Regions from separate parts of the Mus musculus genome. Here region 2 is linked to region 1. Evidence: chromatin contacts called from public promoter capture Hi-C data. All regions are on one chromosome and are shown on one strand. The core of a region is the stretch at or near the end of the contact, and the rest is flanking DNA. Distances in the headings are between cores, read along the strand shown.

Region 1 (6,506 bases), core at 2,211-4,710:
GGCTGTCCTGGCACTCACTCTGTAGACCAGGCTGGCCTGGAACTCAGAAATCCACCTGCCTCTGCCTTCCAAGTTCTGGGATTAAAGGCGTGCACCACCACTGCCAGGCGAATTTAAGCCTTTTTAAACACCGCCATTTCAAACAGGATTAGAAGGTTCTGCCTACATAGACAATAATTCCAAAGCCATATGTGTTTTTAGAGATACCTTGAGCTGTTGCTCTTCCCCAGTAGCCTCAGTAATCAAAGTTAAATGTTGAGTTATTACCGACACGCGTCCCTCCCACCCCAGCTCTTCCTCTGGAAGAGTACACCCTGACACCTTCCTCTCTGCAGTGGCACAGGACCGCCACTACCCAGGAGACCGATGGCTTCCAGGTGAAGCGGCCAGGAGATGTGAATGTACGGTGTACTGTCCTGCTGATGCTGGACTACCAGGTATGCTTTGGAGGTGTGAAGGAGTCCAGCTTTCACGGCCATATTGCATGAGTTCTTACTCAGAAGGGTCAAAGTCTATAGCGACAGCAAGCGAGTCTCTCTGTCCTCTAGCTTTGCTATCCAGATTTGCCAATGTTTGTTAGATTGAATGTGTTCCTGTACTGAGCGCCCCAAAAGACACATGGAGCCAGCTCGTTAGCTTCATCTGTACTCTTGGTTCCCCGCAGCCCCCCCAGTTTAAATTAGACCCTCGCCTGGCTCGGCTCTTGGGCATCCATACCCAGACACGTCCAGTGATCATCCAAGCACTGTGGCAGTATATTAAAACACACAAGCTCCAGGACCCTCACGAGCGAGAGTTTGTTCTCTGTGACAAGTACCTCCAGCAGGTATGTGAAGGGCACCTTCTATTTTGGGAGTCTCATCGCACTGAATGTGCCGATTTGTAGCCTCTCCCTCTTCCCCGCCTCAGATCTTTGAATCTCAGCGGATGAAGTTCTCAGAGATCCCTCAGCGGCTCCACGCCTTGCTTATGCCACCAGAGCCCATCATCATCAATCATGTCATCAGGTGAGTGTGTGCTGGCGCCCGCCTGCCCGCAGAGCAGTGAGTGTGTGCTGGCGCCCGCCTGCCCGCAGAGCAGTGAGTGTGTGCTGGCGCCCGCCTGCAGAGCAGTGAGTGTGTGCTGGCGCCTGCCTACAGAGCAGTGAGTGTGTGCTGCCGCCCGCCCGCAGAGCAGTGAGTGTGTGCTGGCGCCTGCCTACAGAGCAGTGAGTGTGTGCTGGCGCCCGCCCGCAGAGCAGTGAGTGTGTGCTGGCGCCTGCCTACAGAGCAGTGAGTGTGTGCTGGCGCCCGCCCGCAGAGCAGTGAGTGTGTGCTGCCGCCTGCCTACAGAGCAGTGAGTGTGTGCTGGCGCCCGCCTGCCTGCAGAGCAGCTTGCACGGCCCGTTGTCAGGCTGTGGTGGTCTTGTTAGATGTGCCTGTTCTGTTTCTGTTTAAATTACATAAGCTCCTTACTATATTAAAACTGATGGTGACACCAACTTGTGCTTGCCTGTTACTCTGCTCGCCTGTGAGGGGTTTATGCCCTGGAGGTGACTGTTGTGGTGGCATGCTCTTCTCTGGCCCATGCTAGAGTTAATGGCTGGATGTGGGCCAGCACTGTCATAGCAGGCCCACTTCCCTTTGGAGTCTAGTTACCAGCTCCCACTATGGTGGGATCAGCAACCACCTTTTTTTTTTTCTGAGACAGGGTTTCTCTGTGTAGCCCTGGCTGTCCTGGAACTCACTCTGTAGACCAGGCTGGCCTCGAACTCAGAAATCCACCTGCCTCTGCCTCCCAAGTGCTGGGATTAAAGGTGTGCGCCACCACTGCCAGCTTGGACTCCTGCTTAAAACTTTACACAAAATGCCTTTGGTGCTACTTGAATTTTATGACTTTCATAAAGCCAAGCTCAGCCCAGCAAGATGGTTCAGCAGGTTAAAGGCTCTAGCTGTCTGGCCTGACATCAACCCAGGCACCCAGTGATAGATGGAGAGAACTGGTTCCACAAATGGTCCTCTCACCTGTAGAGTGTGCACACACACGCGCACACATAATAAGTAAATGCAATGAAAACCAAATTTAGTGAGTTACAATTTGTTATTCATAGAGACAGGCTATATCATACGTTATATCTATTTAGAGTACAGACATCTGGAGATACAGCTCCATACAGCTCTCAGAAGGAAGATGTAGAGCGTCTCCTCTGTGCCCTTTGACCTTTGCAGTCGCTTTGTTTCCCCCTCATCCCTGGACCATCTTTCTGACGTTGGCAGGTAGGTCTCAGGGACAGCCATTTACTGAACCCTGTTGCTTTCCTCCCCAGTGTGGACCCAAATGACCAGAAAAAGACCGCGTGCTATGACATTGACGTGGAGGTGGATGACACTCTGAAGACCCAGATGAACTCTTTCCTGTTGTCCACTGCCAGCCAGCAGGAGATCGCCACTCTAGACAACAAGGTAGGGCTCTCTGTCCCTCCCCTCCATCATAGCTCCTCACTGCCTTTTGATTTTTGGTTTTAACTAAAAACATATTGATATCCAGAACCAGCACATGCCAGGCTGTTGGCAGTGTTGGGTGATAAGTGGAGGCAGGCTCACACACATGCACCTAGAGCTGCCTGTTAACGTTCTAGTTTTTGGTTTTGGTTTTGGTTTTTGGTTTTTCGAGACAGGGTTTCTCCGTGTAGCCCTGGCTGTCCTGGAACTAGAGCCCAGGCTGGCCTCGAACTTAGAAATCCGCCTGCCTCTGCCTCCCAAGTGCTGGGATTAAAGGTGTGCACCACCACTGCCTGGCTACATTTTGTTTTTGTTTTCAGTATTTCGAGTCCATCTCTCCCTTATAGACTAGGCTGGCCTTAAACACACGATGATTCTCCTACATCGTGTTCAGCAGAGAAGCCATGGTGGCTCTGTGCATGAAATGAGACCCATGTTTTTAAAGACCCGGGCCTGTACCTAGCCCAGTAAGACAGTAGTGGACGGATGCTCTTCCTACTCTTCCTGCTGCTACCATTGGTATTGTTAACAATATAGGCAGAGTTGCTGTAGGCAAAGCCAAAGTGCCTTGTGACCACCAGAGATAACTTATGTCTGGGCTATCCTGGGAGAGTAGGTGCCTCACCTAAATTCCAAAGGGTAACGTGGACTCGAACAGCTGGGGAAGGAGCACAGCAGTGCTGGGGGGTGGGGGGGGAGAGGGAGACAGAAAGAGAGAGAGAGATAGAGAGAGAGAGAGAGAGGAGAGAGGGAGGGAGGGAGGAGAGAGGGAGAGAGAGAGAGATAAAAAAGATAGATAGAGAGACAGACAGAGACAGAGAGAGGTATGCAGAAAGCTAAAACTCCCTTTCATCAGCCTTAGGAGGCAGGTATGGTGGTTCCCTCCTGTAACCCCAGCGCTTGGCAGCAGAGGCTGCAGGCACACCACAAGTTCAGGGCCAGTCTTGTGTACATAAGGAGTTCCTGGCCAGATGACCTCAAAACCAGCATAAGAAGTACAGAGCTCTCTGGCTGAATGTGACACAAGGTGCCAGGGTGCCACTGGGGCAGTAGGAGCCTGGTTGTAAAGCTTTGATCTGGGAAAAGCGTGTGCAAACCTTCTTCATGGAGGTCCTAATGCTCTTTGCATTAGCAGGTAGGTGGAGAGCGTTGATGAGGGGTAGATCTGGAGCAAGTCCACTTCAGAGACCAGACTGATAGTCTGTGTGAGAGAGGTCAAGGTTCTAGAGTTCTGTTTTGAGAGTCACAGTAAAGGAATGTGGCCCCTGTTGGATGGGGCTGAGAGGAGGCCTGCCTGGGGTGGAGAGTTGTCTGCAGTAAGATTGAGAAGAGGAGCAGCGGGAGGAGATGTTAGAAAAATGGGAACCATTTTAGTTTGGGAGATTTCAGCCCAGGTGTCTTGAGATGTGGAGAGAGCACGTGGGTCTGTTGGAAGGTGGCAGGTGATCAGACACTGAAAGCACAACTTTCCTTACCTGGATAGAAGCAAGCACGCTGCTTTCTGAAGGGGGCCAGAGGGCTGCAGGAGCTCTTAGACCCAGTGGACTCTGGGCAGCAAGCCCAGCAGGGCCAGCCTGCGTCTGCCTTTACTTTAGAGCTTCTCTGCCTTGAACATGGAGCACACTTCTTCCTTTCAGATCCATGAGACGATAGAGACCATCAACCAGCTGAAGACCCAGCGAGAGTTCATGTTGAGCTTTGCCCGAGACCCTCAGGGTTTCATCAATGATTGGCTTCAGTCCCAGTGCAGGGACCTCAAGGTAGGAGCCTGGGAAAGGCCCGGAGGGACCTAGGGAGTGCAGCGTGTGGTCACTTTACTCCTGTGCAGAGAGCTGGGGGACAAGGGAGGGATCACCGGTCTTGTTTTTTGTTTGTTTTAGTACATCTCAGGGTCCGTGCTAGAGTTGATAAAGGGAGTAGATGCAGGACATGAGGACATAGTCAGTGCTTCCCAGTGTTGTCTCTGGACTCCCAGCTGTTGGGACTAGAACTGAGGATCTGGGCTCTGCTCTCCCGCAGATGTATTCCATCAGGAAAACATAGCTAGTGTGAGTAAAACGTTGGAGATGCTTCCCAGGAGAAGACCATCATAAGCCTAGACGGGAACATGCACCTGGGTGTCACAGCTCAGGTGCTTGGTGTGCTGTGACTGCTGTGGCCAGCACAGCAGAAAGGGCACCTGGCAGTGACTTAATGGGTGCTTGGGTCACGTGACTTGGGATGTCATTTATTTGTTTATTTTGGCCTGCTGGGTCTTTTGAAGAAACCTGACCCAAACTGGGTAGCTTGAGCAATGGGGATTGTCTCCCAGTGGTGGAGACTGGAAATCCAGAGTGAAAGTGACAGGGTTGGTCTCTGCTATGCTCTCTGCTAGCTTCTGGTGACCCTGTGTGTCCCTCAGGTCAGGCTTGCTGTCTTTGTGTGTCTTCACATTGTGTCTGTGTATCTCTCTTTGTCTACATTTCCCTCCTTCGTAAGGACACCAGTTATACTGGATTAGGGCCAATCCCAATGAGCTCACCTTAACTTGACTATCTGCAGAGACCCTATTTCCATATCAGGTCACATTCACAGGTGCTGGGGAATTAGACCTTGAGCATCTTTGGCGGGGAGCTGGGGGCAGGCAAGGGGTACAGTCCAACTGAGAGCAGCTGTGAGAGCGGGAACCATGTTGTCCTGTCCTCCCGCTCCCCCCACCCCCAGACGATGACTGATGTGGTGGGTAACCCGGAAGAGGAGCGTCGTGCTGAGTTCTACTTCCAGCCCTGGGCTCAGGAGGCTGTGTGCCGATACTTCTACTCCAAGGTTGGTGCTGTGTCTGGGGCGCCCAAGGGAGGTGACACAAGGCAGGACGAGTGGTGTCAGCTGGTTGCCAGCCTTTGGTATCTCCAGCTTGCATCCCTATTTTCTCTGCAGGTGCAGCAGAGGCGGCAAGAGTTAGAGCAAGCCCTGGGAATCCGAAACACATAGGGCCTCTGTGGCCCTAGCCTGGCTGCACCGATTCCTTGGGCCCTGTGCTGCCTGCCTCAGTGTACCTGTCTTGGTCTTGCTTGAGGCATTCCAGGGGACTTGGCTTCAGGACAGTGTCACAATGAAGAGGGTGTCACATTTCTGTCTCACAGTCACCTGTTATCCCGTCCTGTACCCCAGTCGTCCCCCGTCCCGTCGTGTCCCCCCCTCACCCCACCCCGCCTCAGCTCCTCCCCATCAGGCTCCTGTGTGCCTCTACCTCCCTATCCTACATAGGACCTCTAGATAGTGTTAGAGAACCACAGAGTGGGGGCCTCCTGAGGTCAGGTGGTCTTGAGGGAGACCAGCTACACTGATCCTGCCCTTGTCAGGAGACCTAGGCCTTGGGAGCTATCCCTGTCTGAGCCTCAGGCCTAGGGCAGTCTGTAAGCTAGCTGACCTTGGCCCTCCCGGTAGCTTGACTTCTTCCCTCCCCTCCGCAGGTTGGGGCAGAGGCTCCTTTACCTCTGGCAGTAAAGGAGCCTGGGCTTCACTGAGCCCCGGGTTGGTCCCCTGCCCTCTGGACTTAACCTGCTGTCTCAGTGTCCTCTGACCCCTTAGGGGTCCATGTCAGTATTGGAGTGTGTGTTGAATTGTTGCTCCCTCCCACACACTCCCGTAGCCGCCCAGTTTAGGATTTCCCTACACCTGCCCTAACCCACGCTTTTGGGTTGGGGATCTTGCCTTTCCTTGTCATTCCCAGCAGAGACTGTTCCTTCCTGCTGTTAGAGGAGTGGCTTGTTTATTCACTCCACCCTGCCCCCTCCTGTAAATGGAGAAACAGGCCTGAAATCAAACGGGTAAAGCCCTAGGCCATCCCTGTCTTCCTGTCCCATGTCTGCCCAGTTGAATCCCACTGGTGGCTTCCCGGGCACTGAGGAGTAAAAGCGCCTAGGGCTGGAGAATAGGTCTGAAATGGGTTTGTGACTCCCCACCCCCTGCCCTGCCCTCAAAGCTTCAGACCCCTCAGGGAGCAGCAGGATGTGGGATCGAGGCCCCTTGGGACAGATGCTTTGA
Region 2 (6,978 bases), core at 2,028-4,527, 2.4 Mb after region 1:
TAGGGACGGATATCGGGACGGCCCACGCAGAGACATGGACCGCTATGGGGGCCGGGATCGCTATGATGACCGAGGCAGCAGAGACTATGACCGAGGTAGTCATGATAATAATACTCAGTTGAAAAACACTTCTCAAGAATTTTCTATTTTGCTCCCCCCCCCCTTTCTGTGTGACCACAATTTGAGATCTGTTATTAGGCTATGACTCCAGGATAGGCAGTGGCAGAAGGGCATTTGGAAGTGGGTACCGGAGAGATGATGACTACAGAGGAGGTGGGGACCGCTATGAAGACCGCTATGACAGACGGGATGATCGGTCGTGGAGCTCCAGGGATGACTACTCTCGGGATGATTATAGGCGTGATGACAGAGGTACTCATCTCTTTCTTCATGGAGCAGAAAACTAGAAAGTTGTTTCTCAGTTGTAAAGGAGGTGGCAGAGCACAGTAGACCTGGGTGTGGATGGCAGCGTGGAGACAGAATGTTTTCATCTTGGATGCTGCTCCATAGCCATCTTCAGTTAACATTTAATGAACTGTAGAAAAGGAGAAGACACAGCCTTCTGTTGCCCTATCAGTGAGGAAAATGAGAGTCCCAGCCAGTCATTATCACTGATTCTATGAATGGTGAGATTAGTTTTCAGAGGTCAACTCTGAGTATTGTGCCCCTAGTTACCGAAACAAAGCACTGTTACAATCAGCTCTAACAAGGGCTAAGAATAAACAGCAGCCACCTAGGCTAAGTGTGGCGACACCATCTGAATGTTAGTTTTTTTCTACCTTTGATCAGGATGAAAATTGGTCTTGTTAGGTAACACTGCTTGATTAAATTTAAGTCTATTTTGAAAGTACTTTGATAATTTGAAAAGTGAAAGAAATTGGACTACTAAGAATTTCATACAAAAGTGTAAGAACTAGATGGAGCCTCCCTTGGCTGTGGAGGTAGTTTAGATTCTAATTGCCTGCCATGCAGAGAGTGAGACTACTCCAGCACTGATGGCTGTGTTCGCCTGTGTCTATAATATACACACCTAAAACTCTTCCATGTCATATTGCTACAAGGTTTTGTTTGTTTGTTTTTAACCTGTTGAAAATGTTCATCTTCAGACCAGATCCTTGAACAAGATTCCTAAGAGTCTCGAGTCTGGCTCTCAGCAGTCACCTCCTGGTGTTTTGGAAACTTTAACTTAGAGTCTCGTTTGCCTTAGGTCCCCCCCAGAGACCCAGACTGAACCTCAAGCCTCGAAGCGCTCCTAAGGAGGATGACGCCTCCGCCAGCACCTCCCAGTCCAGCCGGGCAGCCTCCATCTTTGGAGGGGCGAAGCCTGTTGACACAGCTGCTAGGGAAAGAGAAGTAGAGGAGCGGCTACAGAAGGAGCAGGAGAAGCTGCAGCGTCAGCTGGATGAGCCAAAACTAGACCGCCGGCCCCGGGAGAGGTGAGGCGTCTTCAACAAGGGGCTTCTCCCTACTGCCAAGTCCTAACCCTAGCCCTGAGCACTTGGGAAATGGGAGTGGTTACTGGTTGTCACGCGGATGTGTTTATTGGGTGGGGTGGAGCAGTCTACAGAGTGTAAGAGTGTCACACACTAAAGACTTCTGTGACTTCATGTTTTCAAAAAGACTTGTGCTACACCTGACATAAATAGAAATTGGTAGTGCTTTGGAACAGAAGTAAATAAATGGTTGACCCAATTCTTTTTTTATTGACCTTTGTGAGCATGCATGTAGAGGTCAGAGGACAACTTTGTGCATCTTCAGACTTGGCAGGAAGTGTCCTTGCCTACCAAGTCATCTCACTAGCCTTGATCTTTGAAAACAGGCCACACCAGAAATCACTGAGCCCAGTCAGGCTTCATGCTCTTCATGCTCTTCATGCTCTGCTACCAGGTGGTGCAGGTGCCAGCATGACCTCTAAATTCATTCTCTCTTATTACATAGAGAATGCTTTTTCTTGTTGAATATAGCCAGGAATTATTTCGCTGTTTTTTTCTGTAAGCTTGTATGCTATGGTCATATAGCATACAAACATAAAGAATATAAGAATTGTTAGAAAAATATTTTTGTTTTCTTTGAGACAGGGTCTCTAGTTCTGGCTGTCCGAAAACCAGAATGGCCTCTCAAACTCAGAGGTCTACCTGCTTTTGCCTCCTAGGATTGTTGGGATTAAAAGTATGTGCTACCATACCTGGCACAAATATATATATATATTTTAGGATTTTATTAGGAAAAGCTCAGCACTGTTCTGTCTGAATGACTTTCACATCTGTCTTCAGAGCAGAAGCTAATGTGGAATCCTGAGGTATTCAGAACAGCATATGTAACCTGCTGCCTTGAAATGGTTTAAGATAAAGAAAGCCGTGTGATACAATCTTACACTGATCATGTGGGCCAATGTGACAAAGCTTAAGAATACTTGCTGCTCTTGTAGAATCCCCAGTTTTAATTCCCCTGTTCCCTTAACCACCTGTAACTCCAGTTCCAGAAGATCTCATGATGATGTCTGGCCTCTAGGCACCAGGCACATGCATGGTACACAGACGTACATGTGGGCAGCACATGCATAAAATTAGAATACGGTGGGTAGCTTCTAAGGAACAATGTCCCAAGGTTGTCCTCTGGCCTGCACTCACCAAGACCGTGTATTAATTAATTAATTAATAGATGTTAATTCGTGTAAACCATTTGTATCAGATTCATTGTGGCATTAAGTGTCGTCTTTGTTGATCTCTTGTGTGCAGACACCCAAGCTGGCGAAGTGAAGAAACTCAGGAAAGAGAACGGTCAAGGACAGGAAGTGAGTCATCGCAGACTGGGGCCTCAGCCACATCTGGCAGAAGTAAGTCAGGTGGGGTGGGTATCGGAGTCCTGTCTCCCGCAGATGTGTGGGCGCTGTGCAGTGTTAACTTCTTTTTCCCATGTAGCCTTGGCTGTCCTAAGACTTGTGTGACCAGACTGGCCTTGAGCTCTGCTCAGAAGCTCCTGAGTTAGCAAGGCCTCGAACAGGTGCCAGAATAGACACTTCAGTGATCTGCAGACTGTCTGTCACTAAGGAGAATAGTTGACTGTTAGATGTCTTGTTTTTGTTTTTTACCATTTATTTTGTGGAGGAGTGGGGTCTTGTGTCATGATACAAGGCCAGAGGAAAACTCGGAGCAGTCTGTTTTCCCCAGAGAGAATGTTCCAGTCATTGATTGATCTCAGCAGGTTTTGGTGGCAAGCTACCTGCTATGATATTTTGCCAGCCCTATTTTCTGTCTCACTGGTGTTGGTTTTTTTAGAGCCACCTCACTTTGCACTGGTTTTTGACCTCTTGGGGTGACATTATTTGATGTTGTTTAGGCAACATTAGTGGTGTTCTTGGGGGTAAATGGTCATTTCCTCATTAGCATGTGTGTGTAGTGTCACAGAGTCCTGGGCCACTGATGACTGCACCCCTCCTCCTGTAAAGGAGAAATTGTAGAGTTCCCAGTTTTAATTCCCCTGTTCCCTCAATCACCTGTAACTCCAGTTCCAGAAGATGTCATTATGACGTCTGGCCTCTAGGTACCAGGCACAAAGAAGACACTTAATGCCACGATGAATTTGATACAGATGGTTTACAGGAATTGTAGAGTCCTCCTCTTACTGTGATTCGCTGTTGCTAAAGCTCTCCTTCCTCCCAAGTTTACTTGTACTTGAGTGTTTTAAAACAGCCCAAAGCCAGAGTGATTTGTCAATGGAGCCAAGTGTTGTAAGAGTTTTCTGAAGCTGTTTGACCTTTGTAGTCGCCCTGTAACATGGTGTAGTGCTCCTTCTGGCTAGAGTAAGTGTGATACTGGTTTTGTGTAGCCGCTTTGCTAGAGCTTGTACTTCAGATGTAGGCTGTAACTGTTGGCAAAGCAAGCTCCATGGTTCCAGAGAAGTTTTTGTGCAAATACAAATGTGTCTGGGTTTTTGTCCCCATGTAAAGGCCTCTGCTGAGCTGGAGTTGGGCAGTGGTTCCTGGGCTTTGGTCCTGAGTCCCATTCACCACAAGAGCGTGTTATTCCCAGTTACGGCTGTCCTAATACATAGACAAGTTGTAACACCCCCCCCCCCACCTCCCCGAAAAAAGTGTTCATTCCTTCCAAATAAAGACAAGATTGCTGTTCTTTCAGATAGCTTTTTCCCCTTTTCCAGAAAGCACTTTTCTCCAGGTGGCCTGGAAGCCATTGGTTTATGTGTAACTGTAGCTATCAGGAACCAGTTAGTGTCTGTCTGCTGCTGATGGAAAAGAATGTGATGCCCCTATTCCCCTGCTGCTACAGTCCAGGTGGGCTCTGTACAGCGAGCTCCTCTTCCCCCACAGATACACGAAGGAGAGAGAGTGAGAAGTCTCTAGAAAATGAAACCCTCAATAAAGAAGAAGACTGTCACTCTCCAACCTCTAAGCCTCCTAAACCTGACCAGCCTCTAAAGGTAATGCCAGCCCCTCCACCAAAGGAGAATGCGTGGGTGAAGCGAAGCTCTAACCCTCCTGCCCGATCTCAGAGCTCAGACACAGAGCAGCCGTCCCCTACAAGGTGAGTAGGCCTGTAACAGCAGCTGCTTAGTGGAGGTGCCCTGAGGGAGTGTGTGCTGCAGAGGAGGTTGCCTCCTGTATAATTCATATACTGTTGTCTCAACAGTATCTGTTTTCTTGATTTTTGTTAACCAGTTGACATGAGTTTGGTGGATTAAGATCAGCTATGATGGGAATATTTACCATAGAAATATGTAGACATGCTTTGCCCTGGGACATACTGTCAGTGTAACCTTGCTCACTCAAGTGATTCTTAAATTTTTCCAAGAGAAGACTCCAGCTAAGCATGTTGGATTTCCAAAGCATATGGCCCTTAAGTGTAGAAGACAACAGTCTTTCCTGTATTTTAATATTGTAGTGTGGAATGAAAAGGCAGCCTGGTACATTTGGAAAATGGTGTAAGCTTGTGTTGTCTTTCCTGTAAAAACTGATGGCTGATTGCTTGCTGCTTTATTCCAGTGGTGGAGGGAAAGTAGCTGCAGTCCAGCCCCCTGAGGAAGGACCATCAAGAAAAGGTGAGCCTGCACCATGTGAACAAGTTCAGTTCCTAGCACCCCTGTGGTACTCACAACCATGCATATCTCCAGTTCTTTCCAGGGCATTTGATGTGCACACACGCAGGCAATGCACATAAATAAAATAAATGCCTGTAATGAGAGACTCCAGGATTAAGCATCTTGCCAAAGAATTTTTCTTTTTGTTTTTCTCTAGGCAAGGCTTCTCTGTGTAGCCCTGACTGTCCTGGAACTCTGACCAGGCTGACCTACCTGCCTCTGCCTCCCGAGTGCTGGGATTAAAGATGTGCACCATTACTACCTAGCAAGAAGACATTTTTTAATGGAAGCTGCAGTGTTAGTTCTTGGGTCAAGTGATGTGTTTCAGTCATGGTCATCACTGCTGCCCTGTTAGCCTCCTTTCTGCCAGTCCCCTTCTTCCCAGCCAGCCTCTACTTTCATGGCTTTTGTGAGGGAGTGGCCTACTGTGTTTTATTGAGGATTATAGAAACGCTGACACCTTAGCAGTGGCTCTACTTCCCTACCCCCATCAACGTTCAGCTGTCAATTGTTTTATTGTTGTTGTTGTTTAATGTTCTTTGATGAGCTACCTTTTCTGCCAGAAGAGGGCAGGAATGACTTCTTCAAAGAGTATTTAAAGCTGCCTCTTCCTGGTAAAGCCTGCCTTTGTGGAGAAATTGGACAGGAATAAATGTGTCTGTCCTGTCCAAGTTTGAAATGTCACCATTAGTAAACCAAGGTCACTACAGAACAATCTATCTAGTTCCTATTTCTGTCCTGCTTTCTAGGTGATGGTCACTACAGTAGGACTTTTAATGGGAAAAAAAGGCTTTAGGCTGGTTTGGAGTGGGGATAATTCCCCTTCATACGTGTTTCCTTCAGCTTAAAGGAAAGCAAGGACAGGGAGATGAGTTACTTTCTAACCCTTGAATTTGGTTTTGTGTTTCTGTTTAAACAGATGGAAATAAAGTGGATGTGGTGGGTGCCACACAAGGCCAAGCTGGAAGCTGCAGCCGTGGTCCCGGGGATGGAGGGAGCAGAGACCACTGGAAGGACTTGGATAGGTATCTATATTTTTTTTCCTCACTGTTTATGAATCTTGTAGTGTTAGACGCAGGGAATCTTTATAAAGTAGTTCTTGGCTTTCTCAAGCATTGCCAGGTTTACCACTGTGAATAAACTAGAGTCACGGTTAGATTTGCAGAATCTAAAAATAATGCACTATCCCAGCAACACTATTGAATACCTATTGTGTCTCTGCAGGAAGGATGGCAAAAAAGATCAAGACTCCAGATCTGCGCCTGAGCCAAAGAAACCTGAGGAGAACCCAGCCTCTGTAAGTGCCATGTGCCTTTCCTCTTAGTTTTGCGTCTGACTCCTTTTGTCTCCAGTGAGCACACTTAAGGTGGGGTTACCTTCCTCGGCTCTCGGAAAGAGGATGTGTGCGGCCGTCCACTCGTGCCCCTGACCCTCCCTGCTCTCGCAGAGGAACGGGTGTGGTCTGGGCTCCCATCCATGATCCGTCCTCTCCTGTTACAGAAGTTCAGCTCTGCAAGCAAGTACGCTGCTCTGTCTGTGGATGGCGAGGATGAGGATGAGGGCGACGACTGCACTGAGTAGGACCTCCGCACCCTGTGCTTTCTCCTAGTCTCCACCCCGGAACATTCAAGAGCAAATCAAACCTCTATCCAGACAAGACAAAATAAACTCACCATCTCCTGAAGACCTTTCTAAACTTTTTTTTTAATGAAATGAAATTCTTTTGCATGCTGCTGCAGCCTTTTAAAGTATTGAAGTAACTGGAGAATCACCATTGTAGCCAGAGACGTGGCTACCGCTTTTGAATGGGGAAGTTGTGTCTGACAATACCAAGCAGTTACTGTGTGACTAGTGCCTGGGGCTCCATTCAGCAGAATTGCAGTG

What was found. Promoter capture Hi-C pulls out the DNA fragments that hold promoters and counts their contacts.
Region 2: a promoter capture Hi-C map of liver shows a contact between it and region 1, with 6 times the contacts expected there. The contact joins two enhancer-like sites.

The regions. Positions count from the first base shown.
Region 1 is chr15:99,706,976-99,713,481 of GRCm38.p6, forward strand. Smarcd1 (SWI/SNF related, matrix associated, actin dependent regulator of chromatin, subfamily d, member 1) reads left to right here. Exons shown (of 13, transcript NM_031842.2): 7 at 336-437; 8 at 665-826; 9 at 910-1,007; 10 at 2,306-2,441; 11 at 4,118-4,240; 12 at 5,184-5,285; 13 at 5,397-6,506. The coding sequence ends at 5,450. Among named protein-coding and RNA genes, the nearest start is that of Gm34939, 6.4 kb to the left of the region's middle. Within about 2 kb of position 3,461, at least 13 of the 459 cell types and tissues checked have an H3K27ac peak or open chromatin away from gene starts, as enhancers often do. A contact at or near this core is called in liver, where this site is marked.
Region 2 is chr15:102,088,659-102,095,636 of GRCm38.p6, forward strand. It overlaps Eif4b (eukaryotic translation initiation factor 4B), which reads left to right. Exons shown (of 15, transcript NM_145625.3): 7 at 1-95; 8 at 199-372; 9 at 1,208-1,436; 10 at 2,739-2,836; 11 at 4,328-4,541; 12 at 5,000-5,055; 13 at 6,014-6,119; 14 at 6,319-6,391; 15 at 6,595-6,978. The coding sequence ends at 6,675. Among named protein-coding and RNA genes, the nearest start is that of Tns2, 11 kb to the right of the region's middle. Within about 2 kb of position 3,278, at least 74 of the 459 cell types and tissues checked have an H3K27ac peak or open chromatin away from gene starts, as enhancers often do. A contact at or near this core is called in liver, where this site is marked.